Regions from separate parts of the Zea mays genome. Here regions 1 and 2 are each linked to region 3. Evidence: chromatin contacts called from public Hi-C data. All regions are on one chromosome and are shown on one strand. The core of a region is the stretch at or near the end of the contact, and the rest is flanking DNA. Distances in the headings are between cores, read along the strand shown. Region 1 holds the start of LOC103650180 (probable chromatin-remodeling complex ATPase chain). Region 2 holds the start of LOC103650176 (Acyltransferase-like protein chloroplastic). Region 3 holds the start of LOC100193551.

Region 1 (4,232 bases), core at 154-2,653, 260 kb after region 3:
CTAGGGCCAAACATTTTTAAAAATTATGTGGTCATGATTGAAAGTTGGCAGCATCCTTCATAATCTTTTCAACTTCAAAAGTGTCGTGCCAAATGAAGTGCCAGTAATTTCCACCAAACTTCAAAGATAATTCATATAATCATGGCACAAACAAGATATTACCTCCCACGAGGCTTTTTCTCATTCGACTGACTTCCTTTTGCAAAGTGAGCAAATATTTCTGTCTGCTGAAGAAGGTATTTCAACCGTCCCTTCCCTTTATTGTTCTATTGAAAAATATAAGATCAAGATAACAGCAAATTGTAATGCAAACCATGTAATTGTATATGAGAATCCATTTAAAAACAGCACATACCATGTCAGCATCAATGGCAGCGTTTTGAGTATCCAGTATTTCCTGGATTTTCTGCTTCTTCATCTTCTGGAGTTCTTTTAGCCTTGTTTTCTCACGCTTCCCAACCACTGCATCAGTCTGCAAAAGAAGCGGGAGGGGCAAAGAAATGTAAAATTATCACTAGTGGATTGCAGGGCATAATACAACAAAGTGTCCCCTCAACACATTAAACTCGGAACTAGACATATATTTATTTACCAATATTACTAGTATATTTGTAACGTAGAAGAAGCAGGCAACAACAGCTTATGCCACAGCAATGAGAAAAAAAATAAAAGTAGCATTCGCAACAATAACAAAACAAACAAATTAACAGATGCCATGTCTAAGAATAACTTGAAATGATTATTCTGAAACTATCAGGTCAAGTAATTTTTCATATATTAGTATATTTCCAAAGCCCTCGTCAACCGAATCTCTAAAAACGCGATTAAAGCGCCCAAACCCTAACCTCCCACTCACCTCGTCGCCGTTGTCCTTGTCCCTTGCGACGGATTCGTCGTCCTCGGTGGACTGGGACTCCTCTTCGCCTTCAGCGGCGGTAGCGGCACTGGCGTCCTCTCCGTCCTCAGCTCCAGCGCCGGTAGTGACGGCTTCGATCTCTTCCTCGTCGACCTCCTCCTCTTGCTGCCCCTCGCCCTCAGCTTCCTCCTCCTCCGTGGGCAGCGCCGCAGCATCCTCCTCATCGTCATCCCCTTCCTCACCAGATCCGGAGGCGGCGGCGGCGGACTGGTCATCGTCCTCCTCGGCGGAGGAGGAGGAGATCTCCTCCTCGTCGTCATACTTCACCGGCTTCGCCATTGGGGCGGGCGGTGGCGGGAAAGGAAATGCAGGATTAGGGTTCGGGTCGGGGCGGGGCGCTTTGGATTTCGAGTGCGGAGGAATGAAGCTTGGACGCGGTGGATTGACCGAGAGGCGGAGGGGATTTCAAGAGTGAAAGCGAACAGGGGGCAAGGGCGCTTGTATGAGAATATTGTGTGGTTTGCAGTTTTGGCCGAATATGTTTACGTATTTCTGGTTACCCCTTGAACATATAGTTCTATTAGAATCCAAATTCAGAGCAACAATTTCAGTTATTCATACTAATGTAAATTCAAACAACCTTATCAATTTGGAAATACCAAAAACAAATTTCTCAAAGTAATGCCTCTACCAAATGTGAACATACCAATATACATCTACTTCGATAGAAAAGTCAAAATGGTTTTTAAGTGCTTTCGAATAAATAGGCTAATATTAGTTCTCATTTCAACACGCCCAAAGGTGACTCATGTACCTCTATTTAACTGACAGTAAATTAGCAACATCATTGGTGGTATATAAATCCTCGAGAGGTGACTAAAGAATTTGTCGAAGAAGTTCAACAGCGAGGCAACAATGTCAAAAGATTTGTGGCTTGAACAGTGGATACCCATGTCAAGAAAAAGAACAAATACACTGATAATCTTGGGAAGAAACAGTAAGGACATCAAATTTATTTATATAAAGGGGTATACCGGTATTCCTCAGTACAACATTGAACGTTTCTGCGAGATCAAAAAAATATACATGTCTTCCGCGGACCAGAATGAAAAACGTTGCCGAACCTTTTCCGTGCATCCGATCCGCGGTGCACCCGGCCTGGGGTCCATGCTCAGAGTGTCCCTGGCGTTGGCTAATCATAGACCACGCGTACAACTCCTAGTCAGCACAGGGAAATGAGCGGGACTTCCTTCCCGCCAACGAGACGGGGTTGATTTTAGGCCTCCCGCCGCGCTCGGATTTGGGTACGAACGAACAATTGTTCGGGCCTCGATTAAATATATCGGTGGATCCAACCGTATCTCGAGGTAGCGTAAGAGTATATGTGAGAGCTTCTCTACTAAATTAATTTTTTTTTGGAAAATACAAAAACATGTCTCTACCAGCTCCTCAAACACTCCTAACTTTTTCATAATCCTTAAAACTCTCTCATTATAGTTACAAATTAAGGGTTTTTTAGGCTCACCAGAAACAATATGTCGCTTTAAGTAATTTGTTGGAGAAAGGATTAAAATACACCCTACTATTTTTTAGATGCCACTTAAAATTGATTTTGACGAGTCATTTTATAGGGATCCATGCTCTAAGGTTATCTTCCGCACATTCCCTATTTTATCCACTATCACATTTTTTATTTTAAACTTCACTATATAAGTAGGGTCAAACAACATTTATCTACTAATTACTGGAGAGAGTATAAACAGTGTTGCTTCTGATGTGGGCATGCGTTTTTAATAAAAGTGATAAATATGGACATGTGGTCTAACTCCTAGCGAACAAAATACTAATTACAAGAAGAAAAAAAAGTCCAAATTGCTCCCTCTACACAATGTTTACATAACCTCTAAAGACTGATTTGGTGGCAATGATATTGCAGGGTGTCACACCCGGTTTTAGAAGGCAAACCGAATGCGAACCATGTACGTACCAGGATCAGCAATTCACGTACACAGCAGTTACATAACATGGACATCATCACACAGTGCTCAAATAGTATTAAAAGGGGAAATAGTCGATTACATCATGATGTCCAAGACATCCACGTAGTCTTTACAATAGATCAAAGTGCGAAAACGAAACGTAGATAACCGCGGCCTTCACAGGCAGCCGACTGGGGGGTTGCCGCTAACCCACGCCTAGAACTCGTCGTAGTCTTGGAACTCCTGAAGTCTCCTTCCACGGCTTCATCTTCTCCTGAGCAGTGGTTGCAATGCTGACAACCTGGGGATGGGGGGTTTGGTGTGTAGAGCAAGGGTGAGTACACATCAACATACTCAACAAGTATCCTGTTTTGGCTGTAGTGGACTAGCTTTATGTGGGGATAAGTCAAGCAGTTGCTTTTAGTTGGTCAGATTATTATTTTACTAATAGAAAGTCAGGTTTTAGCATTAACCCAAGTTATTAGCCCGATATACTCTTTCCAAACAGAAAGAATACCACTTACTAGTACCATAGTCATAACCAGAACCATCAATCTCATTGCCACCTGTAAACCAAAATGTCTCTGATCAAGTACCACTAATCGCTGGAGCTCCCTTGGCCGCTCATAACCGCGAGCACGGCTGATATATCTGTTTTCAAACACTCTGCAGAGATTGTGCACTTTACCCACAAGCCGTGATTCCCTTTCTGTCCGGAGAGAGCTACTCCCCATTGACCACTACCTAGGTGGCCTAGCAGGGCATCACTACGTAGCCTTTACAAAGATTCCCCGGGGCTGTAGCCACCCGTTAGGTTTCCTAAATGTACCGCACTCCTCCCCAAGGGACAAATCAACCTTGGCAGAGCGAGCCGCATACACCGAGCCCCATTGACGGCACGACGGCGAAGCGAACTACACCCCGGATCCTCTAATTATTCAGTTAAGGGCATCCCATTCCACCCTCATGGTTGCACTGTTTTCCCGGGCGGTCATCCATAGAACAGGTCCTTACGGAGAGGCGCTCGAGAAACCGCTCGAGCCCCCTTAAAGGCCACAAGTACAACATCATAATAAGAGAAGGGAAAACAGTGTATCATTGATAATCTCATCATGTTCATTGATTAGAGTTTGAGCAATAGCATAAAGCTAAACAATAATAATCCAACCCAAATAGGTAAACAAGGACATGGACAACAAAACTAGTCAATCCTTAGGCATAAATATGTAAAGCGGGAGGTGAATTAAAGAATGAATAGGACAGAGATAGGTCAAGGGACACTTGCCTCCACCAACCGACTGCTGCTCAGGGGCTTCTCCTGCGAGTTCCTCGGGCTCTTCAACCGGATCGTTCTCTATGCGATTGCAAGCATACATACATCCATCCATTCAAATTAG
Region 2 (4,609 bases), core at 454-2,953, 360 kb before region 3:
GGAAGCCCATTAGGCGGCCCATGATACGTTTTAGTGTTTGTGAGAACCCAGTGGATATCTATCCCCCACAAAATTCTCACCGAAATCGCGACGTGAGAGTTCCAAGCCACAACGTGAAGCGGCTCAGCTGCAAGCCCGACATCTGGCGAGCAATCCGTGACTAACCTACGCACTACTCAGCACAAGTTTGACACTACCCGAAGAGAGGGATGAGGCGACGCTAAGGAAGAAGGTGTCACCGAGGGCGGAGGTGGGGATCACGCTGGACCCAACGAGAGGCAGATTGCTGGTCCCGAAATCACCCAGACAAGTAATTGAGTAGCCTCCGGTCAGTCGCGCGCGTGGCAACCCACACCAAAATAATCCCTGGCCGAAGGTGGATCTTCACGACCACCCGTCGAAGCCAGGGCGGTGAAGACCGGGGCTAATCGTAGAGGCAGTGGTGGCAACCTAACTCGGTTCTCCCAAAATCACTACTTCTCCCCCGATGATGGAGATGGACTTGGTGCATTTGCGTGAGGAAGAACCGGAGGGGAGGTCACATTATTTATAGGCACATGAACATGGCATCCCCCAGCCAGGCGAATCCAGCTGGCCGCGCGTGATCCTCGGGATATCCCAACGACCTCGACACGGTTGTTGCGGGAAGACGACACCTGACATAGCGAGCCCACCGTAAGTCTCATGTGATCAGCTAATGCGGATGCATCACTAGCTATAGGCTGGGCCCCGCTTGGTGGTGAGCTATGTGGCTCACGCCGTGGGGCCACATGTCGGCGCAGGGGTTTAGTGCGGCCGGGCGCGGGCTGCGTGATGAGGGGTCACTGGGCCGACGGGCAGAATTCGGCCCAGACGGTGTTTACCTCTTCTCTTTTTTTCCTTTTGTTGTCTTATTTCTGATTCCTTTTTTAAATTCAAATTACTAATTCGATTCTATTTTGAATTTCAAATTCCAACTTGAATGCTCAAACAAAATACCAGCATGTATGCACATATTTTAAACATATTTATTAATTATTTTATTGTTAGGAAAATGTTTAAATATCCTAAAAGGTGAGGAATCCCCGATTAAGAAACATTTTGAATTATAAATCTTTTGAAAAAAATCTTTAAATCACTTTTATTTAATAGAGAGCATGCTTCACAAGTAGAACATAGACTTAAGAAGTTAAGATACAATCTAGTTTTTTTTTCCTAGAACTAGCTAATACTTTAAACCATATTTTAAGGATTTACAGTATTAGTCTTAAATTATAAAAAAGGTTGGAAACATCGTCAGGTATTCATGACATTAGAAGACTTTGAACCAAAAAATATATTTTAAGTTATGTTGATGCTTAGCTGGACGATGTTATATTAGTGTGTTTAATGTTATGAAAAATGTCGTGAGTTGTAAAATATGAAGTGATTGTGAGCTCTAAGTTGTGAACTATAAAGTGATGATTGTTATGAACTATGTTTGTTTTATACTGTATGCATGTTATCAACTAAATTTTAGCACTTTAGGATCGGAATCACATCTCTATAGATCCCGCTGGCTCATTTTGATGTCATAAATTATATAATAATAATATATATATTACTATTATTAAAAAAATAAGACATGGCTCTGTCTGGAACGCTTGCCAACCTACGTGCCCCACGGCAAACCACAATCATTCACGTGCACCCAGTATAAAACAATTGTGTGTTTTTTAATCAATCGTCCACTGCCTGCTCCCTACGCAGCTACGCTTTACTCCCTTCCCCTGCTTCGTCCTCGTTTCTCCTCGAACCCACCCAGCAGCGCCTTCTTCCTTCTTCCCGCCCAACCTCGGCCATGCCCGTAGCGGCGCTCCGTCCTCCCCCGGTCGCTGTCGGCGCGGGACGCCGCAGCGCCCGACTCCAGGCGCGGTTCGCCCTCCGCGCGAGCTCCCTCGAGGCGTCGGCGGCAGTGACGGTGACAGTGAACGGGTCTGCAGAGGCCGCGGTGGAGAGGAAGGAGAAGGTGCAGGAGGATAAGGACAACGAGGGACTGCCGGTGAAGGAGGAGCAGGAGAGGGGGCTGGAGGTCCTCTACGACGACGGCTTCGGCTCCGTGACCGTCAAGGACTACTTCGCGGCGGCCAAGGTCCTGTGCCGGGACGACGGTGGGCCGCCGCGCTGGTTCTCTCCCGTCGAGTGCGGCCACCCGGCCGTGGACCAAGCGCCGCTGCTGCTCTTCTTGCCAGGTGCGTGCGTTTCTTCAGCTCACCAAAATCAATCATCCCAATGCTTGTCTTTGAAGAGGTGCTGGAGGTGCTGGGCAAACGGAGGAATCATTCTGGTTTGGTTTCCTTTCTGTTTCTGTACATGCCTAGTGATCCACAGCGAATTGACAACACTATATGCAGGAATGGATGGCGTCGGCACGGGACTCATCCTGCACCACAAGTCTTTGGGCAAGTGAGTCCTTTTTCTTCTTCCTCTTCTCCTTTTTCTGTATTAATTAATATTTTTATTGCCGTTTATTGTTAATAAAAGGATTAGACAGTCCCGAGCGAAATTTATTCACAATAAATCCACCTTTTCTTTAAAGAAAACTTTTTTCACTCTTTCTTCCTGCAAACTTCATTGAAAAATTACTGAACGATTAACGGTAGCTTTTCTTTGCTTATGTTTCGACATGAGCTACACAAGCTTCTGCTAGTATTGGTTGGTTGGTTGGGCCATGTCACTGACTCACTCACTGGTAGTGGTAGTAGAGTGTCCAGCTTTATTCCTAGTCAAGCATAAAAGACTGCCTTCTTTCTGATTAGTCCAGCTTCTTTGTCAACAGAGCTATGGAAAGAAAAAAGATGACCACTAACTAACCCACAAGATGTTGATGCATTCTTTTTGGCATCTTTTCTAATAACGCTAAACCCACCCATGTGACACAAGTGCTCTTCCCCTTTTTCGTCCCTTCTTGTTTTGTCTTCACTCTCGTGTCACAGCATCTACTGGGAGTAGGAGCCTCTACATCATCAGCACCACAGATTATATATTGTGATCAATATGAAGCAGCCTTTTACTCGCTCCTTTTTTTTTATTATCGCCGTTTGGTTCGAAAATGAACTAACAGGCAACAAATATTCGAGAACGGATGTAGTATTATAGTTTCATCAACTACTGTTCAAATTATTAATGATATGATTCTCGGCTTCTTAGGTATCCATTTTTTTTTGCCTTTTTGCAGAGTGTTCGAGGTTCGGTGCTTGCATATACCAGTCAATGATCGTACACCATTTGAAGGTACGATGTTACTGCATTTTACTTCATACAGGCCGCACCTATGCTACATATCTTTCCAAATTTTGATTAGTTTGGCATTGCCCGTTATTCTGGATATAAAATACAACTGTTGCGTATTTGTTCAAGAGACTGAGGGAGGATGAGTAGCACAAAAGCCTCCCATTTCTAATACATATGAATTCCAATCCATACAGGACTAGTACAAATCGTTGAAAATTTGATCAAGCACGAGCATGATTTATCCCCGGACAGACCGATATATCTTGTCGGAGATTCATTTGGCGGATCCCTGGCACTGGCAGTGGCAGCTCGTAATCCGCAGATTGATTTGGTTCTCATACTAGTAAACCCAGGCAGGTGATCATTTCTGGTTTCAGATTTGGTCTGAATAATTCCTATACTCACCTTATTGTTGCCAACTGACATGTTTCGCTTTACCAGCTACATCATTTGCAAAGACTCCATTGCAGCCAGTATTGCCTCTACTGGAATCAGTGCCAAGCGAGTTTCATGCTACAGTGCCGTATCTTCTCAGTTTTGTCATGGGTACAACTCCTCTTAGCTCTTCTTTGAAACTATGAAACACTCAAGAATATAGGTCATCTTTATCCTGGTCTTCTTTTCACCCCTTTCCCCTATAAGAAAACATAGTCTTAAATGTTCACGCGGAATTTCTTCTTAAATATACTTGATGTCAAATTCGATTGTTGCTCCACATTTTCTTGGTAGAGAAATCGTTACCTTTTTTCAACTCATTTTAGTATTATTATCCCTTTGTTATACACTAAAAAGGATAGTTCCTTTTCCTTGACAATACTTTTGCTGCTGTTTTAATCTCTAATAATCTCCACTTATACACTAACAAAATTCTCTTATCTCTTTTTCGCATTATTATGTATTTCATTTCTTTTCATGCCACCCCTGCTAGGTCAGTTCTGTTTCTTCATCAACTAAACAAAGAGCAGAGAATTCAGAACAATTCAAAAATTAAAGGCACATAAATGCAGATAGTATAGTATAGTATAGACAGTATGGAATCAACGAAAAATGTTGTCATTTATAAAAATACTCAAACTTTTTGATGAACCACAATATGCATGGAACGTACTAGGGAAATCACTTGAAACTTTGAAGACGTTCAAATAGAACTCTTGGATTTTTAGGGTATCCAACATCTTCCTTCCACAAAAAATCTTATACATAATAGCATCTATATTTTAATGTATTATATATATTTTTTTGTACTTAGTGGCAAAAGAGAGGCATGTTTCATTGGTAGGAAATATATTAGAGCTGTAACCATGTAGAAATAAAAAATAACTTATATATATATATATATGTTCTTACTTCAGAAGAT
Region 3 (4,842 bases), core at 1,826-4,325:
GTGTCATGAGCCCCCGCAGGGACTGGGACCATAGCTAGTTCCTGCAGGATGTCAACGTGAGGCGCGGGCCCAGGGGGATCGTCATCCTCCGGCATACCAAGGTGGTTGCCTTCGTCATGACCCCCCTAGATCGACGTGGAAACATTCACGACTTGGGCCACAACCCTCATCGTCAAGGCTGTGGCCATCATCGGAGCAATCGGAGAGGCAGTAGTCACATGCGGTCATGAAGTCTCGCATGGCACTAGGAGCGCGGAGCCCAGAGAAATCCCAACCAGAGTCGGGCTCGTCTTCTTCCTCGAAACCCGGGGGTCCATAGGTCGAGACGGCCGTCAGTCGGTCCCAGGTTGACCACATATGGTACCCCGGAAGGTTAGGATATGCCTTTACGAAAGCGCTCACCGAAGCGGGGTCGCTTGGTAGATCGAAGCTGAATCTAAAAGACACAAGGTGGAAAACGGACGGTACCTCTCGATCGATGGACGGTGACGAGGTCGCGTCGGGAACGGACTGCACCGTTATCTCAGGTACAAGGCTAACGCCCAGCAAGCCCTTCGCGAGTGTGCTGGCGTCATCTGTCCGCTTGGGATTGGCATGTTGCGGGGAAACGACACTCGTCGTTGTCTCAGGCGCGAGGACGACGCCCGACATGTCCCCCGCTGGGGTGCCAGCGTCGTCGACTCGCTCGACAGCCGACGAGGTGCCGCCTCCTGCCTGGCCACGATTGCCCCGTCTTCTCCTCTTGCGGCGAGGAAGGTGGCGGGACAAACCCGGATGCTGCTCTTCCGCCACGGGGGGAAGACGTCATCGAGTCCGCCGCCGCCGGGCGAGCTGACGGCCATCGTTGTCGCTGTCGCTCTGCGGGGGGAGGAGTACCATGTCGTAGCTGCCGTCGAGGGACATGAACTCGAGACTCCCGAAACGGAGCAGCGTCTCGAGTTGAAGAGGTTGCTGGAGACTACCCATCTGGAACTCAACGGGAAGTTGTTCGTCAACATGCAGCAGGCCCCTACCTGGCGCGCCAACTGTCGGCGTTTCGACCCCGGGGGGTCCCTGGACCGACGAGTAAAATTGTCGCTGCGTGTCCCAACCCAGATGGGTTGGCGCGAGATGGAACACAAGGGGAAAACGCGGCTCGTGTTATCCCGCGCCAGGGGGATGCGCTCGTAGTAGGGGTTACAAGCGTTCGCGAGAGAGAGTGAGAGTGGGTGAGCCGGTTCGTCAGCTCCTTCTCCCGCGCAACCCTCCCGCATGAAGGCCCTGGACCTCCCTTTTATAGATGCAAGGAGAGGGTCCAGGTGTACAATGAGGGTGTAGCTATGCGCTAACGTGTCCGGCAGAGAGGTGCCTGAGCCCTGTGTACATGCCAACGTGGCTGTCGGAGAGGTGCTAGAGCCCTATATACGCGGTATCGTGGCCGTCGGAGGAGCGCTTGAGCCCTGTAGAAGCACAGCTGTCGGGGCTGCTGGGACCTTGCTGACGTCTCCTTGCTTTCGTAGGGGGCTGAGAACCACCGTCGTCATGGACGCACGCGGGGAGCCATCATTACTTGTTACCGGGGCGAGCCTGGATGGGACGCCGGTCTTGTTCCCCCGTAGCCTGAGCTAGCTAGGGGTAGGGTAATGATGCATCCTCCGTGGCGCGGTCGGTCTGAGCCCAAGGTCGGGCGAGGCGGAGACTCCTCCTGAGGCCGAGGCCGGGGTCGGGCGTGGACGCGATTCCTCACGAGGTCGAGGTTGAGGCCGAGCCCTGGGGTCGGACGAGGCGGAGACCACCTTCCGAGGCCGAAGTTGAGGCCGAGCCCTGGGGTCGGGCGAGGCGGAGCCCTCCTTCCGAGGCCGAAGTTGAGGCCGAGCCCTGGGGTCGGGCGAGGCGGAGACCACCATTCGAGGCCGTGGTTGAGGCCGAGCCCCGGGGGTCGGGCGAGGCGGAGATTCCTGTTGCGCCTGAGCCTGAACTTGACTGTTGTCAGCTTCACCCTGGCGGGTGGCACAGCAATCGGAGAGGGGCGAGCGGCGCTGTTTTCCTGTCAGGTCGGTCAGTGAAAAGGCGAAGTGACCGCGATCACTTTGACCTTTGCCGACTGAGGCACGTGTGTCAGGATAAGGTGTCAGGCAATCCTCGCATTGAATGCGCCTGTGGTACGGTCGGTTGGTGAGACGATTTGGCCAAGATTGCTTCACAACGAAGCCTGCCCGAGTTGGGCTTCGGGCGAGTCGAGGGTGCGCCCGTTGCTTGAGGAGACCCTCGGACGAGGCGAGAATTCGTCTGGGACTACTGTTCCCGCCCGAGGCTGGGCTCGGACGAGGCGAGATCGCGTCCCTTGAGTAGACGAAGCCTTGACCTGAATCGTGCCCATCAGTCTCTGCAGCTTGTGCTGATGGTGGTTACCAGCCGTGTTTAGGAGTGTTGAGGGTACCCCTAATTACGGTACCCGACAGAGTTGATTAGAGCCGAGTCGAGCTTACGAGTATTTCATCTAGCCCTAACTGTGATCACTTATTTCCGTGGGAACGTGTAGATGCTTCGAATGTGGAATCTAAGATTGAGGTGGCATTACAACACCAATAGCGACAGATTATTCCTCTGGATTGAGGTATGAGGGCATGTACAATAGTGTTTAATATAGAGCTTTCGAGATGTAAAGGGAACAATTACAAAAAAATAAAAATAAATTGTGGAGCCATCTCTCCGTAAAAGACTCGTAAACTAAGTAGTAACAGACACTTTATAATATAAAATTTAATTTAAAAATAAATAAAAATAAAGTTCGATCCTTATTCAATTTAATTTAATCTGATATAATTCTTAAATCTTATAATGTAAAGTTTAGAGTTCATAATCACATCAGCTTAAACCCCGCCGGCCGCCGCAGCCGCAAGTCCGCAACAACAAAACGATCAAACCGCCTTTATCGCCCGCCCCAGCAGGCACACCCATCGGCCATCGCCAGCATCTGGCTTGATTGGATTTACAGATCGCCAGCTGTTGATCCCATCTGACCCCAGGGCCCGCTAGTCAGCCCCACCGCCACGTGACCTATTAAATGCTCATCCACACACACAAGCGGCCCCTCCGGTGGCTTCTCATTCATTGTTGATTGATTGATCCTCCCCGCCTCACTCCTTTGTCTCCTCGCCTCGTGCTCGCTCGCTCCCCTCGCCCTGGCGAGGAGGGCAGCAGAAACCCTAGCGGCTCAGGCCGGGCGGGGGTTAGATGCTCCAAGGTTCGAGAGGGAAGGGTAGGTTAGTGGTGCGCCATCGACTATGGGCTGCGTCTTCGGCCGGGCGGCTGCGTCGTCCTCTGCAGCGCCGAAGAAGAAGTGGGGCAAGGGGAGGTCGTCCCCGCAGCCCGAAGCGGGGTCGCCCTCCGCAGTCGCCGCCACCGACGGGGACGGGAGGCCGCGGCGGCGGCTCGGGGGCCGCAGGGCGTCGGGACCCAGGCAGGGTTGCGTCCCCGCTGCTGCCGCGGCGGAGCAGCTCGCCGCCGGTTGGCCACCGTGGCTCGTCGCAGTCGCCGGGGAGGCCCTCCGCGGCTGGGCGCCGCGCCGCGCCGACACGTTCGAGAAGCTTAATAAGGTAGGCGAAAACCTCTCCCCTGAAATCTGGTCGTGGTACGGAAGTACCGTACTGATTCGCCATTCCCTTGTTGTGTTGGCTTTGTCCGGCGATTCACTCTTAGATAGGATCGGGCACGTACAGCAACGTGTACCGGGCGAGGGACACCGTCTCTGGCCGGATCGTCGCTCTTAAAAAGGTCCGCTTCGATAACCTCGAGCCAGAAAGCGTCAAGTTTATGGCCCGGGAAATACTGATCCTAAGGAGACTCGACCACCCCAACATCATCAAATTAGAGGGCTTGGTCACCTCCAGGATGTCATGCAGCCTTTACCTTGTCTTCGAGTACATGGAGCATGATCTTGCTGGTCTTGCGGCAAGTTGTGATGTCAAGTTCACGTTGCCTCAGGTGTGTGAAACTGGGTTGCTGTTTCAGATACGGTCGATTACATGGTGGAATAATGTGGGTTTGATGTCACTATGTTATCTTGCAGATAAAATGTTACATACAGCAGCTGTTGTCAGGGCTTGAGCATTGTCATGACAATAATGTATTGCACCGGGATATCAAGGGGTCAAACTTGTTGTTGGATAATAATGGGATTCTTAAGATTGCGGATTTTGGGCTGGCAACATTCTTTGATCCACGACATAAACGACCAATGACGAGCCGAGTGGTCACGCTATGGTACCGTCCACCAGAATTGTTACTTGGTGCCACTGAGTATAGTGTAGGTGTTGATTTGTGGAGTGCTGGATGCATTCTTGCAGAGCTCCTGTATGGAAAGCCCATAATGCCTGGGCGCACTGAGGTGAGTCTTGAACATGGGGTTGCTCTGTACTCTACCATATTATTTTTTCAGTAATCCTTGGGGCTATGCTGTTAATATCAGAACTATGGTTAAATCTTCCCTTCTCACTTCCCACTGTTCCCAATATAAAGAATTATGTGGTAGTGGCTGAAAATGTTGACTTTTCACTCAGATATCCTTGTGAGGACAGCGTTATCTCTACGCTGTTTGGTGGTTTGTTTTTTTATGTTGGCAAGTATTTGTTTGTAAACATGTCATTGTCATTATGGGAAGACATGGATGACCTATTGCACTTATTGTATGCGTGGTTTCTCTATTGTGGACTTCCATGGGGTGTTGCCTTTAGTGGGAACTTCTGTTGACAAACATGCTTGTGACTTTTCTGCTGTAATAACCTTTTGATGCAATTGTATCCATTACTGGAAATATCCAAACAGATTTGTTGTTTCTAATTATTGTGCTCACATATCTGT

What was found. Hi-C and Micro-C count contacts between places; a contact is called where the count stands out from the background.
Region 1: a Hi-C map of endosperm shows a contact between it and region 3, with 3 times the contacts expected there. The contact joins the promoter of LOC103650180 here to the promoter of LOC100193551 in region 3. A contact is called at or near these places in 3 of 25 Hi-C or Micro-C datasets (ear, endosperm and leaf).
Region 2: a Hi-C map of bundle sheath shows a contact between it and region 3, with 2.1 times the contacts expected there. The contact joins the promoter of LOC103650176 here to the promoter of LOC100193551 in region 3. A contact is called at or near these places in 4 of 25 Hi-C or Micro-C datasets (bundle sheath, ear, leaf and 1 more).

Annotation. Positions count from the first base shown.
Region 1 is chr3:69,003,945-69,008,176 of Zm-B73-REFERENCE-NAM-5.0, forward strand. LOC103650180 (probable chromatin-remodeling complex ATPase chain) reads right to left here and starts at 1,404. Exons shown (of 25, transcript XM_008675817.3): 1 at 857-1,404; 2 at 356-472; 3 at 163-266. The coding sequence starts at 1,195.
Region 2 is chr3:68,380,723-68,385,331 of Zm-B73-REFERENCE-NAM-5.0, forward strand. It overlaps LOC103650176 (Acyltransferase-like protein chloroplastic), which reads left to right and starts at 1,704. Exons shown (of 13, transcript XM_008675815.4): 1 at 1,704-2,210; 2 at 2,373-2,424; 3 at 3,197-3,252; 4 at 3,447-3,605; 5 at 3,694-3,798. The coding sequence starts at 1,820.
Region 3 is chr3:68,742,939-68,747,780 of Zm-B73-REFERENCE-NAM-5.0, forward strand. It overlaps LOC100193551, which reads left to right and starts at 3,076. Exons shown (of 7, transcript NM_001401846.1): 1 at 3,076-3,578; 2 at 3,682-3,966; 3 at 4,052-4,369. The coding sequence starts at 3,267.